Regions from separate parts of the Anas platyrhynchos genome. Here region 2 is linked to region 1. Evidence: chromatin contacts called from public Hi-C data. All regions are on one chromosome and are shown on one strand. The core of a region is the stretch at or near the end of the contact, and the rest is flanking DNA. Distances in the headings are between cores, read along the strand shown.

The links. Hi-C and Micro-C count contacts between places; a contact is called where the count stands out from the background.
Region 2: a contact with region 1 is called in a Hi-C map of subcutaneous adipose tissue, with 1.9 times the contacts expected there. The contact joins the promoter of PBX1 here to the enhancer-like site in region 1. A contact is called at or near these places in 2 of 8 Hi-C or Micro-C datasets (skeletal muscle and subcutaneous adipose tissue).

What each region holds. Positions count from the first base shown.
Region 1 is chr8:17,658,525-17,663,076 of IASCAAS_PekinDuck_T2T, forward strand. It overlaps PBX1 (PBX homeobox 1), which reads right to left. Exons shown (of 9, transcript XM_027463507.3): 4 at 3,543-3,733; 5 at 2,812-2,947; 6 at 1-28. Among named protein-coding and RNA genes, the nearest start is that of LMX1A, 74 kb to the left of the region's middle. Within about 2 kb of position 1,982, at least 1 of the 8 cell types and tissues checked has an H3K27ac peak or open chromatin away from gene starts, as enhancers often do. A contact at or near this core is called in subcutaneous adipose tissue, where this site is marked.
Region 2 is chr8:17,747,647-17,752,198 of IASCAAS_PekinDuck_T2T, forward strand. PBX1 (PBX homeobox 1) reads right to left here and starts at 2,638. Exons shown (of 9, transcript XM_027463507.3): 1 at 1,734-2,638. The coding sequence starts at 1,924.

The sequences.
Region 1 (4,552 bases), core at 732-3,231:
TTCTCTTATTTCCAAACCAGTTTGATACCTAGAGCGAGTTTGAGAGAAGACAAAGACGTTAACGTTTCTGCTCTGGAAACTGTGGCTGGGTGAGGAATGAGGATTAGTTCAGGGTAAGCAGTGCATCACCTTCTTTTTTCCCCAGTTTGATTAGCCATGGGGGAGCACCTTCTACCTGTGTGTGCCATCCCAGCCCCTGGAAAGACAGCGGGACCCTCCTGGGATCACCACGTTTGTGCGGATACATCTGGTTCCTCTGCAGATCGGACTGCCATCGAGGGAACCCTCTGTAGGAACTGCTAGACCCACCCCACAAAAATATCAGATGGGTTTTAAAAAAAATGAGAAAGTCCTGAAATTGCAGGATTTGAAAATGAGCACGGTTCTTTTTGGTGCTTTGTATTTGCCTTCTTCACAGCATCCCTTTGACAGGGCCAGCAGTGCAATGTGCTTCCTCCCTCTCTTCCCAGATGCATTTTCTCCTCCTTTTAGAGAAGGAAAAATACTCAGTGAATTTACTCAGGCCTGGCAGATGCACAAAATTGCCTTGATATCATCTATGCTCCGCTTTTTGACCCATCGAAGTGAAATCAGCGCAAAATGCTGGAAGTGAATGCTTTTCACCCAGCCAAGCTCTGCTCTCTGTGATTCAGCAAGCTGAGAGCTAGCCTGGGAGCACGGAGCACCTTCAGGGTGAGGCTGCACGGGGAGCATGGGGCTCATCCCAAGACCTAACATCAGTCCCAGGGAAGAAATGTGTCCCTGCTGGGTGTCTGGATACACATCCCAAAGTCTGCATGTCAGCAGTGCAGCAAAGAGCAAATTCAGGTTACTTCCTGAAGCACCATGAGCTCTGCGTTCCCCAAATCGGCCCTAATGCTGCTGAACTTGTTCATTTGCGGCCGCTATGTTGCTGTCAACAACTCCAGAGAGGTGGGGAAGATTCAGCCTCGAGTTTGGGATGCCGCTCTCAGCTTCTCTGATGACACTGGACATGGGGAAGCAGGGGGATGTCTTCCTGGGTACAGGTCTCGAAGCAGAAATCAACTTGCAGCCACCCCTCACCTTGTTTTAGAAAGCTTAACAGGATGACAAAGACAGACAAATGCCAGAGGATGCTGTCACTGTCCCACAGGACCTCCACCCTGCCTGGGATTGCTTGGAGCTGGGACTCCGAACTGATCAACCCCATTAGTGGGACTCTGAGGACTTTCTCGCTTGCTTGCTGCTGAGCAGTGTCAATAACTGAACCCTGTAAGATTTATTCCTATGATGTTTTCTGTCTGCAGTGCCAGGTAAATGGTCGGACTTGATGATCTCGGAGGTCTTTTCCAACCTAAATGATTCTATGATCCTATAGAGTGCTCAGTGACTTCTATAGAGGTGCCTTCATCTGCCCATTTACCTGCTACTGAATTGCACGCACCCAATCCCGTGCTGCTGCAGTGCAGGAAAAAGAAATACAACACGCAGAGACCCCAGGGTGGCAAGAAGTAATAAATCAGCACCCCAGCCAGATCTGGGAGCGAATATTCAATGGCCCCAGGAGCAGGCACTGCTTGTCAGGAGCCCCGTTCCCCTGCTCGGCCCAGCTTCCTCACTAATGCCCACGTCCTCCTTCGCAGCCTCCCCACGTGGTTGATAAGCACAGCATTTCTCCTGGGCATTTTCTCTTGGCGAGGGAGAAGTTGTAAGTGCGAACAGATGAATTAAAAGTGAGAGGGGAAGCATCAGGACAGCTGTAGCTTTCCTGGAGCCAATACGTGCGGCCTCTCGCAGGTAACTCCGAGGAGAATCAGCGTTTGGGTCTTCTGGCACGGGGGATGCAGTCGGAGTCACTCAGCAGGCATTCAGCACAGTGACGACACCTACCCTCGGATGCTGCTGCTCCTGCTGAAGGCAGACATGCTCTCACAAGGACACCAGATGCTACTGCTGTCTTCAGTTTACTCAAGTGATGAACAGGCATGTGCCTTGGGGCTGGAAAGAGGCCCAAGACGAGGAATGCAACAGGAGCCTGGAGGGAGTGCTAAGCTCACACGAGGACAAGACTACCAGAGGCAATTTGCTGGCTCTCAGTCGTTCAGCTTGCTCCAAAAAGTGAAGAAATGAAGAAGGGCAGGCCTGAGTAATGAACAGTTGAACAATTCGAGTACTGACTGTTCCCCTCACAGATCCCAGCAGCTCGCAGGTCAGAACAGACTGCAGGAACTACGTGGCTGCCTCAAATGTATGGAAATAATTCCATTTGTCTTCATCAATGCCTTTCTTTGAAGGATAGGCAAGTTGGGGAGATGTGATGCTCAGCAGCACAGGAGTAACAACAAAGAGAAACGACCTGGGGAAGCCCACCCTCCTTGGGCACAAACCACAACCATCAGCCTGTTTGACCCCAACCCTTCCCACCAGGACCTTGCTCCTTCAACCTCATCAGGCAAACTTTGCTCGACTCTTCTTACTGCCTTCATAGAAGGGACTTTCAGCTCAAATAAGCTCTTCTTGCAAACCAGCACTGATTCCCGGAGGAGAAGACTGCTTCTTGCTGAATTGTTCCTGTGCTGTTAACCCCTTGGCTACACACACAGACCTTACTGTGTTAGGTCTGCATCCCTCCCAAGTTCTCTCCCAGACTTTCCTTCTCCATCCCCAGCTTCATCCTGCCAAGACTGCTGTCTACTCTCCTATCCACTGCACTAGCCTGCCCTAAACCCATTTAGTAATTCATTGTTTCACACTGGGGAGGTCTGAAGTTCCCTTCGACATGTCAAGGTTTCCTTCAGCAGCCTTTGCTGTATTTCTGGGATCTCTCACCTGTGAGACTGTGATGCCGCATTTCTTGGCTAGCTCTTCTTTGGCTTCCTCACTGGGGTAAGGGTTGCTGAGATGGGAATAGAAATACTCATTCAGGATTTCCGTAGCCTGCTTGTTGAAGTTTCGTCTCTTCCGCCTTAGGGTGAAGAAAGAAGGAAAGGGAAACAGAAGGAAAAGGAAATCAGTGCCGGGGTCCAGAAACAGGAATGCAATTTTAGATGCTTTGACTTTCTCCATTTCCCTCCCTCCTTCCCTTTCTCCTGGATGCAAGGGACTCATGGCCAAGAAGCTTCCCATCTGCACCTTGCAGGTGACTACTCTCTCAACACCTTCCAAAGAAAGTCTCTTCAAATTATCACTGCATCCTTCAGCCTGCAGAAGTCTCTTAACACTGGCACCCAGCTCCCACAGCTGGGAAGGTGACTCCTGACACCTGGCTGCCCTGGCTGAAGATGTCAGCACTACTCTGCAAAGCTCTGTGCTGAGAAAGCAGCTGTAGATACTTCCTTGTCACATCAAAATGAGAAAAAATGGCACGGGCTGAATGTCTTGTATTTCTCTCCCCTCCCTTGCTGAGCCCCAAACTAAAGGATAAAGAGGATGAACAGTCCCTGGGGCTCAAGATCGGGAGCCCCTACCCTTCTAATCCTCCTCGATTCCCCCCTGAAGCTCAGACACCTCTCCAAGGCTGCGCAGTGGCCATGCAGAAAGGCGTGGGCGAGCGACCTTACCGTGCGTCCAGAAATCGGGAGCGCAAGATCATGACGGCTTCACACGTGCTTTGCTTCAACTGCATCTGGATGGAGCTGAACTTGCGGTGGATGATGCTCACCATCCGCTCGATCTCCTTCGGCGAGATGGGCCGGGTCCGGCTCTGCTCGCGCAGCAGGTTCATCACGTGGGTGGTGAACTCGTTGCATGCCTGGGAGGGCAAGAAAAGCAAAAGAAACCCCAGGATCGGAAGGTCATTCGACGGCGTCAAGGACAACACGGAGGCAAGGCAGCTAAGGAGGGAGATGTAGGGTGAGGCCTCGACGGCCAGGGTTTGCTAGGGCAGACCCACAGCGAGGGGCAGCTGCTCTCACCAGCCATGCAGAGGGACCAAGAGGCCCCCAGAGCACACAGAGCAAAAGGCAGGAGCCAATATTTTGCTCTCAGAGATCACAGATGGAGCTGGTGCTCATAAAGCTCTGGAACCCATAAAGAAGTCCCAGCCCTTATGATTTTTCTGGGGGAGCTCCAGCTGAATGAGAGGGCCCCCAACCTTTCAGCCCTTCGTGCCTCCTCCTGCTGCCCCAGCACCATGCATCCTGCAGAGCCCCTCGTGCTTCCCACCGAGGCACAGCCCTGCTCCAGGCTCTCAGCACATCAGATGAGAAGTAAATAACGATAATAATTAAAGCCTGAGTGAGGCAGGGGCCCTGACAAGTAAGGGCAAGCAGGTAATAAGCCCAATTAGCTTGCTGCTGGCAGAGTGCTGCCTGGCTGCTCCTGCTGTCCCCGTGCCACCTTGTGAGGATGGGGGGGGGATTTGGGGGCTGGATGAAGGCAACTTCATCGTTCTCTCCCCCACCTCCTCAAGGGTAAAATGGGATCCTCAAATTCCCAGAACCAGTCTGGGATCCAAGCCCCCAAAACCAGGCTGAAAACAGCACTGGGACACTGATGGCCTGAGAAGCTTGAGGTGCTCCCAGGACATGGGCAGAGGCTGTGGGGACAGAAACCCCATTTGCCACCCCAT
Region 2 (4,552 bases), core at 1,388-3,887, 90 kb after region 1:
TTTCATAGCTGACCAGTCTCCCGTGGGTTTAGAGGAAAGGAGAGATTTTAAGGGGGGGGTGGTTTGAATCGGCTGGCTTTAAAACCCACCGTGTGCCCGCTGAGGCAGGATTTCTTTCTTTTTCCTTAGCCCGTACGATCATTTTGCCACGGGTTCGGTCGTATAAAGGGCTGTTCCTATCAGGCGCCAGTTACGGGATTTCTGTTTACCAACCGAAATTACACGCCAAGACGATGTGAACATCTGGCAAACATTCACACTACTTACCCCACCACCCACAACATGTTAAAAAGATTTATCTCTCTGATGAAGCCTCTCAAAGGTATATGCCCTCGCCGAACCACAGCGGCCCCTTATCAGCACACCCAGATGGGTGCAGACATCGGGGTGGACACAAATCACGGCCGTGCGCTGCAGGGGCCCTCTTACAGATAATACTGGCACTTTGCATCTTCCCAAAACTTTAAAAAATAATAATAATAATAAGGAGCGAAACGTCCACGCAAACAGCAGGATGGATGCAGGAAATGCAAAGCCAAACACCACTGATAAATGCTGTGCGTTTGGCAGCGCAGGGAAAAGAAAAAGGAGAAAAAAGAAAAGTACTGCGAGGAAGCAGCTGAAATAGCCAAAACCATATTGCCTTCTCCTCGCTCTGCTCTGGCTGGGGCTTGCTGGTGTGATTAAGCACCCCAAATTACCCTCGCAGGATCACGCACCAGCCCCACAACTTTCAGGAGGGAGACCCCCTCGCTTCCCCGCGTTGGGCCGGGAGGAAAGCGCATTGTGAGCCGCTCTGCCCCTGCACGAGGACTAGAAAAAATCAAAATAAAATTAAAAAAGGACGGCCCAAACGCTCTCGCCAAGCCCAGGAGGCGAGCAGGGGGTTTGGGGGACACTTTTTCCCCCCTGGAAGTTGGCGTGCCGCGGGGCTGTGGGACGGTGCCTGCGTTTTTCCAGGAACAATGTACTCGAGCAATCCTCCCCGGCCACCAGCACGGATGCCAGGGGGAACGGCACCACCACCAGCAGGAGAAATTTCAAGGGTGCCCCCCGGATGATTCTGGGTTGACTTTCTTAGCGTTAGGCTTCGAAAGGCGCTTTGGGGTGGGAGATTTTGAATTGGGAGAATTTTCCCCCCTCCCCTAACTTTTGCTGGGCGCGCTCTGCTCCGAGCCGAGGGCGCTTCGGCTGCTGCGTTTCGCAGCCTTATTTTTTTTTAATAATTACTTCTGCAATTAAAAATAATAATAATTAAAAAATATATAAAAAAGGATCTATGCAACGCTTTCTGAGCACAAAAGCACGGCCTGAAAAACAGCGGGAGGAGGGCCCCAGCGGTGGGACCCGCAGCTCCTGCAGGATCCAGAGGGGATCCGGAGGGGATCCGGAGGGGATCCACTCCTCGCCCGCTCCAGGACGGCTCCTCAAAGCCCCGAAACTGCCCCAAAGTTGCCTAGAGGGGGGGGGCAGCCCTTAGGGCTCCGAACAATGCCCGGAGCCGCCCCCCCCCCCCGGCCCCGATCTCCCCCGGCAGGGCTCGGAGCAGGGCTAAGGGGGGGGGGGCTCCGGGGCTGCCCCCCGGCGGCCAACAAAGGGCGAGCCGGGGGCGCACAAAAGGCGGCGGCAGAGCTGCTGGGCGCCCAAACTTCCCCGGCACCTGCCCCCAAATTATCCCGGCTGTGTGTCCGTGTGTGTGTGTATCCATGTGTCCCCCCCCCGGCGAGCCTCACCTGGCCTGCGCTTCGTCCAAACTCTGGTCGGTGATGGTCATGATCTGCTGTAAGATGTCTCCGATGTCCTGCTTCCTGCCTGCCTCCCCCTCCGCCCCGCCTGGTCCATCCTGCATGTGCTGGGACAGGCCCGGGTGCCCGGGCATCCCCACCCCGCCGTGCGTGTGCATCAGCCGCGGCTGCTCGTCCATCTCCGGCCCCGCCGCCTGGGCTCGGCTCCTCGCTCGCTTTGCTTCTTCTTCTTCTTCTTCTTTTGCTTCGTGTCTTCCCCCCCCACCTCCCTGCACACACTCCTCCTCCTCCTCCTCTTCCTCTTCGCGCTGCTTTTTTTTTTTTTTTATTGTTATTGATCCTTCAGGCTTCCAGCTCGGCGGCGGGGAGGAGAAAAAAAAAAATAGAAAAAAATTTAAAAATTTAAAAAAAAAAAAAAAAGGAGAGAGAGGAGAGGGAAGAAAGGGGGGAAAAAAAATCCCTTCGGCTGCTGGAGGAGGAGGAGGAGGAGGAGGAGGGAGGGAAGGAGGGAGGGAGGGAAGGAGGGGGGGTTCCGGGGAAGGGAGGGGAAACGGCGGCGACTCCAAAAGGGGGCGGCGGGGCAGGAGCCGCTCCGGAGTCACTCCGGATCCCAGCGGGGCGCTGTCAGCGCCGGAGCCAGGCGGGCTCCAAACTTTGCCCCCTTTTTATTTTTATTTTTTTTAATTTTTTTCTTCCCTTCCTCCGGGCCGGGCTCGGGGCTGCGTGGCCGCCGGCAGCGCTGAGGTGGGCGGCAGCGGGGGCTGCCCCCTCCCCGGCCGGGCCTCCGCGCACCGCAGCCCCCCCCGGCCCCGGCCCTCGCCGCCTGCTTTTGTTCGGCTCCGGACTCCTCAAAGTGGCACGGAGGAACCCGAGGAGGAGGAGGAGGAGGGAGAAGGAGGAGGAGGAGGAGGAGGGGAGGAAGGGGCCGCCGCTGCTCCCCGCCCCCCCGGCCCCATTGGCGGCTGCGGAGGGAAGGCCCGGCCCCGCCGCCCGCACCGCCCCCCCGTCAATCTCCGGGTTCAGAGGTGGGCCGGGGGCCGCGCCCCGCCCGCGCCTTAAAGCGCCCACGGCCTTCCTCCTCCTCCTCCTCCTCCTCCTCCTCCTCCTCCTCCTTCTCCTTTCTTCTCCTGGCTTTGCCTGGAGGCGCTCAGCCGGCGGCTGAGATCCTCCCCGGAACGCCACAGCGAACCCACACGGCCCCTGAGGGGGCTCACGGCGCCCCTCACCTCACCTCATCCCCGTGAGGCAGAGCTGTCCCTAAAGCACAGCCACCCCCAAAGCACAGCCACCAGCTTGTCCCCAGCCACAAGGGACCCTCAGGGACACAAAGAACTGGGGTTTGCTGGGGCAGCGGGGCAAGGCCGAGGATATACCCACAGCATCTCCTCGCCTCCTGATCCTCTGCCACAACCTAAAAACATGGAACCAGATGGTCCCACACCTGATTTTGCAGCCCAAACCATACATCCTCAAGGCAAGGGAAGCCAGCAGAGATCCCAAGCCCACAGAGACCATAATTCAGGTCTATTTGTCGTGGTGTCACGGCACACAAGGAGGTGAAGGGCTTCACCAGCCCCTCTCTGCGTTATCCCAGACCCAAGGCTGCCACGTGGCCAGAAATACTTCTGGAGGCACCAGCGGGTGAGCAGGGCCAGCTGAAGCCTGCAAAGTTGTATTAAAAAGATGTAAAAGGGAGTTAGGGTGATCAGAAAAGCTTCCTGCTTGGGAGGTGACTTCATCAGACGCGAGGGCTGCCAAGCTCCAGGTCCCTCGTACCGTAAGGGGACACAGCCCCTGACCTCGGTGCAGGTCGGGGACGGAGCCGTCCAATTGATTGGAAATAAAACAAAAAAACAAGGCAATTGTTTTGCTTCTGCTCTTCCTCGTTAATGAAACACTTTCCAGTGTTTGAAGCAAAACATGACTTTCCATTTTGAAATTTCCTTTCAACCCATTAAAATGTTTTAAAGCGGTTGAAGGCAAAGTGAGATGTTTTGATTTTTGTCGCTATGAAATGTTTCACTCAACACGGGGGTTTTTTTTGATCCTCGACTTGCCAAAATTTTTCAAAAATTTGTTTCCTCACCCAAGACAGATCTATATATTTTTTTTTACTTTTTCAAAAAGGCCAAGAAACGGGAGAAAATATCCAGTATCTCCATGGCTCCACAGGAAATGGAACTTGATCCAAGGAACCAGGAGCCAAGGGACTTCTCTCCAAAGGCCCAAACTTTCAGACACTTAGTCATCTCTTCACTCCCTTGCTCGCACACCAAGTCTAGACGTACGCTGTCTCAAAATTTGGCAGGGACTCTCCCATCCCCAGAGGTCAGCACAGGGTTTGGGTTTGATCTTGAGCAGCCCCAGGGAGTGGAAGCGCAGCAAGAGGTCCACGTGCACGACAAAACGGGGAGCGCTGCGACAGGCCAGGCTGTGGGGACAGACAGCAGCACCCCAGGGGCAGCGGGGCACACGGGGTGGGATGCCGTGGTCTGCTGACCCCACAGACTCTTCTATTGCAAATCCTTCCCCGTTTCCAAAGTCACAGCATGGTCCTGCAGCGTTTTGGGTAGATGCCAGGCAGCGGGAGCCAGAAGACCCTTAGGGCAGCCGTCATGGGTAGGAGATGAGGCTCACATGGGGGCAAGAGGAGTTGTCTGTGGGGTGGGTGAGCCCAAGGCTCACCCCATGGCATCTCACGGGGAGGGGGATGCCGCAGCCCGAGCTGCTCCACAGGAGGCATCCAGCACGGGGCCTTGGAGGAGTAATTGGGAACGGCCAGGACTCTGCCTCTGCCGTCTACCGGA